3 separate regions of the Zea mays genome follow, and all the other regions are linked to region 2. A link is a contact called in public Hi-C data. All regions are on one chromosome and are shown on one strand. The core of a region is the stretch at or near the end of the contact, and the rest is flanking DNA. Distances in the headings are between cores, read along the strand shown.

What was found. A called contact is a pair of places that touch in the nucleus more often than the background predicts.
Region 1: a contact with region 2 is called in a Hi-C map of ear, with 6 times the contacts expected there. The contact joins the promoter of LOC100382157 here to the promoter of LOC103638195 in region 2. A contact is called at or near these places in 14 of 25 Hi-C or Micro-C datasets (bundle sheath, ear, endosperm and 6 more) and 1 of 3 datasets of contacts at active chromatin or transcription factors (leaf).
Region 3: a Hi-C map of leaf shows a contact between it and region 2, with 4 times the contacts expected there. The contact joins the enhancer-like site here to the promoter of LOC103638195 in region 2. A contact is called at or near these places in 3 of 25 Hi-C or Micro-C datasets (bundle sheath, leaf and tassel).

Annotation. Positions count from the first base shown.
Region 1 is chr1:119,854,453-119,857,474 of Zm-B73-REFERENCE-NAM-5.0, reverse strand. LOC100382157 reads left to right here and starts at 1,435. Exons shown (of 10, transcript NM_001174917.1): 1 at 1,435-1,566; 2 at 1,699-1,812; 3 at 1,952-2,057; 4 at 2,798-2,912; 5 at 2,988-3,022. The coding sequence starts at 1,555.
Region 2 is chr1:119,501,052-119,503,793 of Zm-B73-REFERENCE-NAM-5.0, reverse strand. It overlaps LOC103638195 (alpha-mannosidase), which reads left to right and starts at 1,443. Exons shown (of 29, transcript XM_008661190.4): 1 at 1,443-2,020; 2 at 2,107-2,190. The coding sequence starts at 1,814.
Region 3 is chr1:119,799,416-119,802,407 of Zm-B73-REFERENCE-NAM-5.0, reverse strand. No RefSeq gene overlaps it. Among protein-coding and RNA genes, the nearest start is that of LOC100382157, 55 kb to the left of the region's middle. Within about 2 kb of position 1,362, at least 20 of the 20 cell types and tissues checked have an H3K27ac peak or open chromatin away from gene starts, as enhancers often do. A contact at or near this core is called in bundle sheath, leaf and tassel, where this site is marked.

The sequences.
Region 1 (3,022 bases), core at 186-2,685, 350 kb before region 2:
CTTGGGTAAGTTGCTTTTCTCTTGAGATGGGTTAAGAGGAGAATGGAAGCATAAGGTGGGGATTAGTTTTAATTTGTGATCTATGTTTTTAGAGAAAACCCCTTTTTGAAAAAAAAAAGAAAACTCACAATCTTAGCACAAACAAATCAAATGTTTTGAATGGGAGGGGAATAGAGTTTTTCCAAAGCACAGACTACTCGGATTTGAGGGCTAAGCGACTACTACTTGGTTCCTAAGATTCAGACTCAGATTGCTCTAGAAGCTGAACCAATAATCACGTTGAACGTGATTTATGAGCACTAACGTTAAAGCATCACATATGCACAGAAAGAGGAAGCAAACATCAAGCATAACTCATTTTGAAATGCCCTAGGGGCCACACAATTAGAGCTTTTCAAATCACGTGGCTACACGGTTACATCTCATACATGCAAGGCTCTGGCCAAAGTGGAAAAAACTTCACTGCCCAATGAATGCAGAGGACTGGGCATAACTAACTTTGGATCCAACAACTTCTCTTCTGGCGAGGCTGGTGCATAACTTTAATCTGAGACATCTCCTGGATGGATCAAGAGGGAGATGATGTTGATGACTCCTTCTGGCGGCGACTGAGATGGCAGGATGGAGTTGAAATCTTCTCCAAACGAGACTGGCTCTTGTAGCTCCAAGGTGACCTAGCTAAGAGAGCGGTGGTGTTGGTGGGGTGCTTGCAGCTTCTTCCTTGACCTCAAGGGAGGGTGCTGGAATCTTCTTCATTGTGAGAGGCTCAAACATCTCTGACGGTGGATCTTTGGAGGGTTCAGGGTGCTCTTACTCATCCATAATCTGAGGGGAGACTTTCATTCCTTCTAAGACTATGGCTCCTTTCCGGGGGTTCCCAAGCCTTACTCTCTCCTTTTATAGAGATCGGGAGGCCTTCCAGAATCTAGGGCTCTTCAACTCTCATGGGTTGAACTGGGTTGGATGAAGCAGACTCTTGGATCCGCAGGGCTCTATATTGGTTGGGGGTGACTAAGTAGGCCTCAATCAACTTCTAAAGCAGCTGCATGGGTTTGAACTGTGGTGACTTCTACATGGAGCTAACGGTTGCGCCTCTCTATATCTTCTGCTCAGACAATTATACGACGGTTGTCATGAGAAAAATTCAGAACCAAAAGGAGCGGACGAGCCCGAGATGCAGCGGTTGGTAGCAACGGGATTGAAGCACGACTGCACAAGTGTGCTGTGACGTGTGACCGAGTGGACGGGCAAGATCGTTAACGGAATAAACGATCTATAGTCGGTTGAATTTAGTATATGGACCCAATGGGTCAAACTAAAGTGGGCACCTGGCGTTCATGGGCCACGACCCTCTGCAAAGATCCGCCTGAACACTGCAGCGGAGCACGTTCAAAAATCAAAACCATGTGTCGGTGCTCTCGGTCTCGGCAACCTCCCCATTCCACAACCGTCCCCGAGAACGACCTCACATAGTCACGTTTCCGTCTTCCGAAGCAGCACGTCCGCTCGCCTCCGAGAACCCACCACCTCGCCGCCCGCCACCAGCCCACCACCATGGTGCTCGAGGTCCATATGCATCCCCTCCTTCCTTCCTCTTCCTTCTATCTGCTATGGCTGCTGCCCCACCGGTCTAATGACGCGCAGCGATTTCTGACCATCCCCTGACGGTTTGCGGTGGCCGTCCAAATCCAATCCCAGGCGACCATGATCTGCGTGGACAACTCGGAGTGGATGAGGAATGGGGACTATCCCCCATCGCGGTTCGCGGCGCAGGCCCACGCCTTCGCCGTCCTCTCCGGCGCCAAGACGGAGGTCTGGCTTCTCTCCATTGCCCACGCGTGCGTCGCCGCTAGCGCTAGGGGTTGTTACTTGGTCGCTACCTGGGGTTTTGAGTGCCTACGGGCGGCTTTACGTGTTCCTTTTGGGCGACCGGTGAATTTGGACTACGCAGGCGAACCTGGAGAGCACGGTGGGGCTGGTGGCCATGGCGGGCAAGGGCGTCAGCGTGCTCGTCCCGCCAACCAACGACTTCGGCAAGGTCCTGTCAGGCATGAACGGTACGCGAAACCGCCGCTGACCTCCTGAGATTATTTCTGCGGTGAACAGTGAACTTGTCATTCAATTGATTCCTTCAAAATTGCACAGAGGGTCCGCTTCACGATGTCAGCTGTAACTCTAAGAACTAGTACCGGGTATCAATATAATTGCAATACTGCTTCTATATTAATATTGTGCCAATGCATCCTATGTTCTTCTACTAACTGGCTAACTAGCTATGTTATTCTATGTTTGGCTGCTACCGCACTCCGCACTTGCTGATTTTGGTTATCTGGTAACTTGACGTGGCAGCAGTCTATGTCTTTTTTACGAGTGTGTGGTAGCGAAGAAGTTATGCCCTCCACTGTCTTTTGTTTTGAACATCGACACGACCTTTAATATACACTTTAAGTGATTAATTTTCCAGTTATATCGTAGTAAAAATACGACGCATAATGACATGGAAGTATATCTGGGTGAGAATCTACTCATTCAATTTAATACCTGTCTATAATTCTATATCAGAAGTCAGGTTGGTTTCGATTTAACACTTCAGTTGCATACATTGTTCAGTGCTGTATGTTTAACACAAACATATTCATAAGATACTGGGAATATCTTGTCACCATGTAGATACCATATAATGCATCCTTTTAGAAATCATGTGTCGCATCTTGTTGTCTGTGCACTGTGCATAAGAAATTGTTCAAAACGCGACTTATATTTTTAAAGAATCTGAGCCAATTCATTTTGGATTCAGGGCTGGAAATTGGTGGTGAAGCAAACTTGACTGCTGCGATCCAGGTCGCTCAATTTGCACTCAAGAATCGGCAGAACAAGCAGCTGCGGCAGAGAATAATTGTTTTTGTTGGCAGGTATGATCTGAGGTTGCATCAGTGTTGTTTCATCGATCGTACTTTACATTCGAGTTCTAAATTTGTCCCCTGCAGCCCAGTAATAGATGAGAAGAACTGGCTAGAAGTGA
Region 2 (2,742 bases), core at 194-2,693:
AGGTCGGTCCCACCGAGCAGCACGGAAGAGAGAGGGAGAGAGCGCGTGGACGCGGTCGTCGCTACAGGTGGGACCCACCTGTCAGGCGACGCGGGCGCGCGCGGCCTGGCTAGGCTGGATTGTGCCGAACTGGGCTGAAATGCGCTTTTCTTTTTCCCTGGAATTTCTAATGCCTTTTATTTTTATTTTTCTCTATGGATTTCAAATCAAATTCAAACAAAACTCAAATTCAAACTAATTCAAACATGTGCATCAAACAAAAGAATAATTTAGGCTCAGCATGATGCAACATTTCATGAATCACATAGGGTTTTGATAAAATAAATAATTAATCTCTCACCTAATTGACTTAACTCTAATCAAAAGGAAGAGAGAGGAAGTCTAGAGAGAGAAGAGGTAACACCTGAATTTGGTAGACAATTAGAGAAGAAATTTTATACCCGAAATTAAGGGCGTTACAAACACATTGTGTATTGCAGATATATTAGGTGGTAGCTTTAGCTTATAAGCTACCGATCCACATGCTTCTATGATCTCATGAGATCCAATAGCGAGGGGCTAAATTATCTTTAATCCCGAATCTTTGCACACCTTTGGTGGGTGAGAGTTTAAGATAAACATGATCTTCTACTTCAAACTATAGAGGTTTTCTTCTTTTGTCATGATAGCTCTTTTGCCTGGCTTGAGCAACTTCTAAATTTTTTCTGATTATTCTGACCTTTTCTTCGGCTTCGGTAACCAATTTTGGTCCAAAGATTTCTTTTTCTCCAACCCGTGACCAGTTAAGGGGTGTTCGACAAATGGTGTCATTTTCAAACTAGCTTGATAACTGTTATTGTAGGAGAATTCTACTAGCGATAGACACAGTGTATCACGCAAGCTCTCAACATATCCTCAAGAATATGATTCACTCTCTCTGTTTGGCCATTAGTTTGAGTATGGTATGCTCAGCTTCTAATCAGCTTGGTGCCCAGTGAGTCTTGTAGCTGCTCCCAAAATCTACCACAAATTGAGCTCCCTGATCTGAGATAATTGTCCGAGGTATTCCGTGTAAACACACTATCCGATCGATGTACAACTCTGCATATCTCTTGGTGGGGTATGACGTGTATATAGGGAGAAAATGGGGAATTTTAGTGGCTCCTATTCATATTAGTCGTCTCATTGGTTCTTCATATATTCGTTTTGGATTAAATCGTTTTGGATTAAAGTTAGCTATTCAGAAATACTAGAAGCCGATACGAATTAAAGCCAAATAGTGGTGTTGCTCCCATGCTACGCTGCAGTCTACAGATAAGGATGAAATTGTTTTGTGCCTGCCGGCCGCCCGGCCGGTTCACGTGTCACTAGTCCATAAATCAGTCCGCCGTACACGTACATGTGGACAAGATGCGTTAGCTACCAAAATGGACCAGAATATATACCTTACGATTGATAATAATATAGTCATTGGGCATCGTACCCTGCGCGTATCTCATTTATAAACTTTATTTATTTATGTATTGTAAACAAAATGTCTATCTGTGTGTATATATAAATACGATATACCAAGCCTGTCGCAGCACAAGCCGGTCCCGCTCTTTTGACTGAGGCGGAGCCCAGCCCAGAGCCCACCGTGAGCTCAACGACGCCCACGCCCGGTGCCGGTGCAAACCAAACGCCAACTCCAATCTCCAACTCCAAGAGCGAAGAAACCAATACCCAAACCCAAAGGTTCGTCCGCATTGTCGGCCAGCCAGCTCCCACTCCACTGCCCGTTCCGTTCTGCGCTCGTCATCGTCGGGGCCGGCCGGGCAAGCCATCAGCGGCCGTGATGGTGATGGCGCCGGCGATTCTGCTGGCAGTGCTAGTGCTCGCGGCGGTGGCAGCGGCGACGGCGTCGGCGTTCGCCGTGGCGTCCAACAACGCGACGGTGGTGGCCGGGAAGCTGAACGTGCACCTGGTGCCTCACTCCCACGACGACGTCGGGTGGCTCAAGACCGTCGACCAGTACTATGTCGGCTCCAACAACAGCATCCAGGTATATGCATATCCTGCTTCCTGCGCCGCCATGCTCCGGCCTCAACGGCTTTCTTCTCGGTTCTCACCTGATCCTGGGGGATGCAGGGCGCGTGCGTGATGAACACCCTCGACTCCGTGGTGGACGCGCTCGCCAGGGATCCCGCCCGCAAGTTCGTCGTCGTCGAGCAGGTCAGTGGTGCCTTGACTTGCCGTCTACAAGTCACAGCGCTTGTGTTGCATCGCCCTCCGCTCCTCTGTTTTGTCGCCTCGGCAGTTACAATGCTCGCGTGCTTTCTTTGCAGTCAAAGTTTGGTTCGATACTTGTGCTAGAAAAGATAGTCAGATTCAAGCCAAAACGTGCTTGTACTTGTACGCCATTAATTAATCGATTAGAGTTTCAAGTTTTCGCCGTCCGTGTGCACATTGTTGGACCACAGTATTTTGATGTGATGACAAGTACAAGAGGACACGGAGGGTGCACGTCATTTGGATTCAACCCGTGGTCTGCTTTCTCTGCTGACTGCTTCTGCTTCTGTTTTGTTCTATGACCTAGTCTATATCGACATCGATCAAATATAGATAGCTTCAACTCATCTTTTTTTTTTACCTCCGGTCCAGACCATTCATTGTGGTCCTAGAAGCTTTCAGCCTTTGACCCACACACGCACCAAAACAAAGGGAAGAAGAAGATGCAACCTTCTCGTGTGTGACTGATCCATATTCCATACCATACTTCTGCAC
Region 3 (2,992 bases), core at 113-2,612, 300 kb before region 2:
CTATTTTTCTAAAAAGAAAGAAAACAATATGAGTATTTTTCATATTTCAAACATTTATCAAACAAATAAATTAATTAAAATAAATATATATCTATTGCTTCATAATTGATTTTAAGTATGTATTAAAGATTTGAATTCCTGAATTTTATCTCGGATTTAGATTTTAAATTCGTAAATCAAAAGAGAATAAGAATTGGGATTTAACCCAAAGGTACAATTCTAGAATTTGAGAAAAGAAAATACTAAACAAATGAGGTAAAATAAAATATATAAATAAGAATACATTTCTTTACACTAATATTTGAATTTGGTATATTTTGAGCCATGGTGAAACTCATAACAAAATTTAAAGTTAGGTTTGGAAACCAAGAGAATAAAAATAGGAAAGGAGGGAAGAAAGATTATACAATACAAAATAATGTTATTAAATAACTTCATCACATGATGGTATGACAAACTGCATAGTTAATATGAGTTTAAATTTGCGCTTAAGTTTGAATTCTAAATTTTGATTCAAAATAATTAAGAATAAAGGAAAACAGAAAATAGAAAAGAAAATACATAACAGAAAAAAAGAGAAAAGCCTCTGTGGGTGAAATTCCTTCCTCTGGCGGCCCATTTCTACTGCGCTCCACGCACGCTGCGCAGTCCATTTCCGCGCTCACGCTCGCTGCAGACGGGGCCCACGCTTAATCCACCCCTCTGGACGCCGCGCGACGGGTGGGCCCGCACGGTCGGTGACTCTAGCACGCGCCTGCATCCGTTCGGTCGGCGACTCATCGCCTCACTAGCGCGGCTGACGAGTGGGCCACCCAGGACCGCGTCTTCTTCAACCGTCCACGGAATTTGCGAGCAGCTCCGTGCCCGCCCCAAATCACGCGCCCCAACTACCGATCTCCTCTGGCCATGGTTCGGGGGTTCGGCCATATAAATGCGGCGCTTCCTTTACCATAGCTCACCAGGTCAGGAACCCCCTTCTTGTATCGCAACACCACCACCGTCTGGGCGCTGTGCTGTGTGCGCAGCCGCCACCGTCGATCCGCGCTTGGGGTGACCATCCGGCTGGGGCGTGCCATCTAGAAGCCCGGCGGGATCATCAGGAGCAGGTTCATCAGAGTCGTGGGCCGGGGAAGCCCACGGAATTTGTCGCCAGCGCCGTTGGTACACTGAATCGTAGGTAAGCCCTACACTATCCTGTTCGTCTCACCTCCGTAGTTGCGAGTCCATTGCCGGTCGGATTTGGGACGCTTTGTGGTGTCGGATCGGAAACCTCCGGTGAAGCCACCGCCGCTCTAGCCTGGGCGCTGCTGTGTCCGTGCTGGGGGAAGAAGAACGGCGTGGGCCGTTGATTCTGTTTTTAGCGATCGGGATTGAGTCATCAGGGGCAGTGTGATAGGATGCATCGCAACCATAGATCAGCTGAGGAACGAAAGAGAGTGGTCTGCGGGTATTTAACGGCTGGTTGTTGGATGGGGATTTGGCGGCGCAGATTAGAATCTGGGGCATCGTTTTGTATGAGTGGATATGGTTCGTCCGATCCCGATCCTGCGCGTGCAGATCGATCTCACCTGTATAAAACCTAAACCGTTGGATGGCGATCTGACAGCCAGGATGGGGTACCGGTTTGAGATGAAGTTAGGTGCTGTTTGGTTCACGAAATGTAACGTAAAGGATAATGGTAATGGTTTACACTCGATTACGGGCGGTAACAAGTTTGAATAGTCCGGTATCAATTTTTAGTATGGTATCTGATTACGGTTAAACTAAAACAAACATGATTTAACGTTATCACTTACCCATTACGTTACAAATATTTGAACCAAACGGTACCTTAGTTCAATCTGTGCCGTCCGTTTCTAATCCGGTGGTGGGGAAACATCCATACCCCTCCGCGGCTGACGTATTGCTAAAGAACCCCTGCACTCGCTAGAAATTAACCCGCCATCCCCCGCGGGATAGATCTGTGTCTTAGGAAATCTTACCCCAGGAACCCTGTATTTTCCAGAAATTGATGCGCAGTCCTGGCCTCTAGGAAAACAGAGAAATTCATTTAAGAAATGATTTTTAACACAAAATTAATTATGGAAACTTGTTTAATCCCTAGAAAATTCATATTAAGTCCAAATGAGTCCATTCCAGTTTCTATAATTTTGTAAGATTATTGTTTATCATCTAGTACCACTGTTCTGACATGAAAGCCCCATTAAAATTAATCTCTTAAATTAATCTTGTATCAAATACATAAAACCTTTGGAAATTCATAACTTCCCCATTTTAACTCCGAATTGAACTGTTTCAGTTGCGTTAGCTTTATATGAATATTTACTATGCATTAACAACATTTATTATACCATGTCTCATTCTTTTCTAAGTAGATCTTTATTTAATTTATGTCGGTTAGTCTGGCTAAACTTCTTATCATTATAATCTACTAGAATATGATCTATGGTCAATTCATAACCTAGATTAAAGTTCAGATAATTATTTATAGAATAACCTCTCATATGATTTATATTAACCAATTTATAATATAGATTGATATATTAATCACATAGATCTTCTATAAAATCATAACTTCTTACTCGTAACTCCGATCTTAGTAGTTCTCGATCCCACGAGCTCTTAGCATCGCGTAGATTATTATTATTCAGTTTGTACTTATGTTTGATGTGATGTTAATTTTATATATACCATGTTTGTTTGTATTGCTACGACTAGCAGTGAGGTCACGAGGATTTGAAGAATCATCCTGGTACCTACAATCTCAAGTGCTAGGCAAGTTGTGCCCTTGACCACTTCTATTACCCAATAATGTCTTTATTATCAGTATTCAATGCATAGGTTTAATTTTGATGGGACTCAATAGGTCACCCTAGTCTGATTATCTTTTACCTGGTTTACCCCTGAATCACTTGGGTAGTTTTTGCTATTGCTTCATATGGTTTTGGGTTATTATATCCATGTTCCAATTATTCTGTTATGTTATTTATGT